Linked DNA regions of Triticum aestivum: region 1 is linked to region 2. A link is a contact called in public Hi-C data. All regions are on one chromosome and are shown on one strand. Each heading gives the region's core, a stretch centred on a gene start, on an enhancer-like site or on the middle of the called end of the contact. The rest is flanking DNA. Distances are from core to core; before and after follow the strand shown. Region 1 holds the start of LOC123119532 (wall-associated receptor kinase-like 14). Region 2 holds the start of LOC123119529 (syntaxin-51).

Region 1 (2,704 bases), core at 181-2,680, 280 kb before region 2:
CTTTCCATCATCTCGGCACTTGTAATCATTACATCCGGACCAGATGCTGGTGCACACAATTAAGCATCATGTCGATCACTGAAGACTACCGATTTTTTTATTGATATGGTAGTTAGGACTTCGAGAAATTCCCATTAGGATCAAGTACTTGAGTATTTTTATTATTTTTGTAATAAATGAGTATTTGTTTCAAGTTTGCAATATTAATTCAGATGATGATGATGATGATGATCATGATGATGATGATGGTGATAATAATAATAATAATAATAATAATAATAATAATAATAATAATGTGTGAACTTGGACATCTGAGTAGCTCATGGAAAAGAAGACAAAATCGGTCCTAACAATGTGTGAACAATAAACTATTAATTCAGATGATGATGATGATGATGATGATGATGATGATGATGATAATAATAATAGTAATAATAATAATAATAATAATAATAATAATAATAATAATGTGTGAACTTGGACATCTGAGTAGCTCATGGAAAAGAAGACAAAATCGGTCCTAACAATGTGTGAACAATAAACTTTCTCATAAACCCTTTTTTCCTGAGACCTACCCAAATATCAAAACATCATCAAATTTGGCACGGACATCATGCACTCGAATATATTTCATGCCAACAAAATTCAGATTTTTTTTATTTTCTGGTATTTTTTAATTTTATTATTCACGCAAGGGAGTAGATGAGCTCAGGAGCTGAATTGCTGCTTCCTTGCTTATTGCAAACAATACTGAAAATCCTCATGTACCGAGCAGATAACAGGGTGTCGTCTAGCCATTTTTTTCCTCCCAAATATCATCCTTCATTAATAGCTACTCCTCAAAATAATTTAAACTAAAACCACGGCATGTTTTAGGAGCTAACTTTGCGTCAAGATCCATGCTGAAAATCCGACATCAATTAACGCATTCGACGGTCAGCTTTTAGTGATTCCGAAAAGAAAATGTGATCCTAGGGATGCCTTAGTCTTTTATAGGGAATTCTAGAAAGAACGTCATAAAAATATGTAGACTAATTTTTAGGGAATTCTAGTCTTTTCTTGTTTGTACATTTTTTTAATATTAATGAAAATTAACATAGAACAATGTTCTATGGTTTTTAGGTCAAAAAGAAATATGTAGACTACTCAAACCCGAATTAACCAACATTAATCGTCCACGATATGATCGATTTCAGCAGGCTCGCTCATAAGTCGCTTCTCAAAACAATCTTCGAACCACTTTTTTTTTGCGGGTAAATCTTCGAACCACTTGCCATGAGTGGTGAGCTGTCTCGAAAACAGAACGATCTTCGATATTCTTTTCCGTCTCTGTTACGAAGTTTTGGGTAATCGATGGGAATACGTAAATATTTGCATGGAGCCCACGACAGAGCAAAAAGATGTGTATATTCAAGATTATTTGCGTGCTAATAGTTGAAAATCAAGTTTCTGTTACTGATACAGTCAAAAGAGAATCGACTCTAAATATATTTTTTGGAAGAAGATATGAAGAAAATGCTAACAGTATTCATGACTGTTCTGCTTGACCATCTTGTCCCGACGAGTCGAGCTCACCTACAACCCATTCAAACAAGCAACTGCACCTACCAAAATCTCTCTCTATCTCTCTCTCCCTGAAATTGCAAGCTCGAGTTGGTACAAATCTCCAGGTACGTACGAGATGCGCCGTCTCGTCGTCCTGCTCCTTGCTGTCTTGCTTCCCCATGAAACCAGCTGCTCCGCCGCCGCAGCTTCCGGCGACCGGTGCAGCCGCCGGTGTGGCAGCACCACCGTTCCCTACCCTTTTGGCTTCTCCCTCGGCTGCCCCATCCCGCTGTTCTGCGACGCCAGCATATCCACGCCGATCCTCCCATACATAGGAGAGAACGGCACCACGTACCGCGTGATAGCCTTCAACTCCAACACCTCCACCGTCGTTGTCGGCCTCCCGCCGTCGTGCAGCCGCAGCGTCCCCGAGGCCAAGAGGGAGCTCTCCGGGGGCAACTACGGCGTGTCGTCTCGCACCGGTCTTTTCCTCCGCGGCGGCTGCAGCGGGATCAACGCGTCGGCCGGCGGCGGATGCAGCGTGCCCGTGGACGTCATGTCAAGGCTGCTCCGCACGGCGCAGTGCACCGGCCTCGGCAGCGACACCTCGCCCGCCGCTGTGGCGTGCGTCGCTTCCGCTCCGCCAAACTCCACCGCGGCGGTGCATGGCCAGTTTCTGCGGTGGGAGAAGGTCGAGAAGCAAAAGTGCGACGACGTGCTGACCTCCACGGTGTTCGTGCTCACGGCGGAGGGGACGGCTACGCTGGAGTTCGGCGTGGCCGAGCTCGGCTGGTGGCTCAACGGGACGTGCGGCGCCGGCGGGGGCGAGCGTTGCGCGGCGAACGCGTCGTGCACCGACGTAAAAACGCCTAGCGGGGAGTTGGGGCACCGGTGCGGGTGCGTGGCGGGGATGGAGGGCGACGGCTTCTTGGCCGGCGACGGATGCTACCTCGGTGAGTCTTGACTTCTTACCTGTGAATGCTTCCAAAAACTTCCGATATACAGGCCACAAGGATCAGGCCACGATATATCTCGCGTTCCATTACTGGGTGGGTCCCGGTGCCGCTGTGCGCCACGTCAACTGCACTCACAAGTCGTGCCTGCGATCAATCATGCGCGACATAATCCAATCTCATAGTTCACACTAGGCAACTCAAAC
Region 2 (2,700 bases), core at 113-2,612:
GCCACGCTCCCCGTTTGGGATAAGGCAGCAAACTGACGGAGTTGCGCCTGATATTGGTCGCGGCCAAATTTTCCACACACAGCCTCACACAGTTCATCCCAGGAGAATGATTTTGCACCCATTTCCTGCAACTGCAGCCATCTAGCTATGTTGCCGGTGAAGTGCAGCGTAGCCACCCTCACCCACATGTCTCTATGAACTCCATAAACATCGAAATACTTCTCGCACTTAGATTTTCAGAATTGCGGGTTATCCCTGTCAAATTGCGGGAAATCAAGTTTGGGCAACGCCCAGTGAACATGCAACTGCTGGTGTGTGTCCCGCGTGTCATAATGCTGTTCTATGGGAGAAACACGACTCAACTCCAACCCACGAGGAACAGGCTGCTCAGATGGAAAAGAAAACGCACCCTTGACCGGAGGCGATTCCAGGGTGGTGACCACCCCGTGTACCAAGCCCCCGGGATTGCTGCTCTCGCCGTGGCCACTTGGCTCGTGGTGCCTCGGGTCGGCGTTTGGTGATGTAGCCGCCGCGCGCGCCACCGGATCCCCCGACGCCATCGCTGGATCGGCGAGGACGGGGTGGAGGGCGATTTTGCCCACCTGCGTACGAAGCTCGTCCAGTTGATGCTGAAGATTGGTCACGGCGGGGCGCCACAACTCCAGCAACTGCTGGATCGCGTCCAGCCGAGCGTCGTTGGCGGCTGACCCTCTTTGATCGAGGTAATCAGCGCGGCTAGTTGTTCCTCCATCGCCGCCGCCTTGAGGGCTTGCTTGGTGGCGTAACGCAGGCAGGGGTAAGCCGTCTCCAGATCTCTGACTTCTGATACCAACTGTAACGTACTCAATCTAGATCGGAAGGAGGAGGAGGGAGTTGGTAAGGGGAAAGGGGAAAAGGGGTGCCGAAGGAAGGAGAAGGACAGCTTCTCTCTTCCAGTCTGCCGGATACAATAATTCTCGATGCCCTTTGCGGAGCCAATCCTCACCTACTAATACTCACGCACTCTTGAGGCACGCAGGCCCACTCAGCAGCTACTCTTCGGGCCCAGCTGTCAGCACGCCCGTGTCATCCCGCTGGCGATTCTTCTCGGTTGGTGGGCCGGCGTCGTCAGCCTCCTCATCGTGGTCGGGCTTCACCTTGCCAGTCGTGACATCCCCCTAGCTTTCATGTTGGATTGCGTGATTTCGGTCATCCACCCATGTCCGTAAGCTTTCATGATGTGCGATGCATGGATAAAAATGGGAGATTTGGTGCAGTTGCCGTGACGGAAAGAAGTCCGAAATCGGCAATGGAATTGGCCGTCGAGTGGACCCCACCGGCGGAAGGGCCCGGTGGCAGATTAGGCGTGAGCTGGCCCAAAACTGATGTATGGGAGCCTGTCGTTTATATCCCTCTGAAGAATAGAAAAAGTCTGCATTTCTCCTGTTTCTCTCGCCCCCTTTCGCTGATCGCTGGGGCCTCACAATCAATCGGCTACTCCCCTCTCCTCTCGCGCGTGGCGAATTCCCCTCTCCCTCTCTCACGCTGCAGCGACCCCGGAGGCGACGTCGGCGGCCACAGCTTGCCGGTAAGATCCCCCCTCCTCCTCTTCCTTCTCCCACCCTTCTCTTAATTTCTAGGGTTCTGTTGTGTGCGCCGCGGCAGGTTCTTAGGGCGGGTGAGTTCGTGATTTTTCATGATGCGGCGGGCGAGAGAGTTGAAATTGAGAGGGATAGATGTATCAGGAGAGGGAGAGAGAATTAGAGATTCAGAGCTGAGAAATTGATAGTGGATTGATCTTTCCTTTTTGTTCCTGAATGGTATCATCTGTATAAGTAGGGGCTTAGGTCTTGTATTAGGAACTTATTAATGGACCAATTTGTAGAAAAACACACTCACCTTAAGTCAGCTTGCATGTTCTCTTCTGATTGGGCAAGAAAAAGGTTTCAGCTTCCATAAGGAATTAAGGATCCAAGGGAAACATACAAATCAACTTTGCGCAAGCAGCTGCAGTACCAAATCTGCATTAATTGACACGAATCGAGTTTGTACAAGGAGTTAGCGAAATTACGAGCCTGCTTGTTATCTGCTGAAACTTTGTTCTTGCCCAATCGCAGTTCATTGTTTGGGCTGTTCACTTCCAGGCACAATCACCTTATTTATAAAGGGTAATTTTGACGGCGCCACTAGTTGACTATGATGCACATGCATTTGCTAGCTTTTTAGCTTGCACACCCTTCTCAATCTACATGTTTCTGCATTTGCACCGTCTTCTGCTCTGCTGCAGACGAGGACTTCGTCCTCCTCCTATACTCCTGCTCCTGCATCTTATCTCTTGATGCTTGCAAATGGACAAACTTTGTGTGAATCTTTTCCCTTTCCAGTTTTCATGTCATTCATCGAACCATGTCGCAGCAAAGTTAAATATGAAAGGGGGTCTGAGGAAACCCATTTGTGGATAATTACACAACTTGCATAGTATAGTAATAAAGCAGAACCAGTTTGCTTCTGGGGGCTAATTTGATGGAACCAGTTTGCTAGCTTTTTAGCTTACACACCCTTCTCAATCTACATGTTTCTGCATTCGCCCCGTCTTCTGCTCTGCTGCCGAAGAGGACATCGTCCTCCTCCTATACTCCTGCTCCTGCATCGTATCTCTTGATGCTTGCAAATGGAGAAACTTTGTGTGGATCTTTTCCCTTTCCAGTTTTCATGTCATTC

Evidence for each region. Hi-C and Micro-C count contacts between places; a contact is called where the count stands out from the background.
Region 1: a contact with region 2 is called in a Hi-C map of leaf, with 5 times the contacts expected there. The contact joins the promoter of LOC123119532 here to the promoter of LOC123119529 in region 2. A contact is called at or near these places in 2 of 5 Hi-C or Micro-C datasets (both in leaf).

What each region holds. Positions count from the first base shown.
Region 1 is chr5D:73,057,128-73,059,831 of IWGSC CS RefSeq v2.1, reverse strand. It overlaps LOC123119532 (wall-associated receptor kinase-like 14), which reads left to right and starts at 1,430. Exons shown (of 4, transcript XM_044539368.1): 1 at 1,430-2,498. The coding sequence starts at 1,682.
Region 2 is chr5D:72,773,498-72,776,197 of IWGSC CS RefSeq v2.1, reverse strand. LOC123119529 (syntaxin-51) reads left to right here and starts at 1,362. Exons shown (of 7, transcript XM_044539366.1): 1 at 1,362-1,567.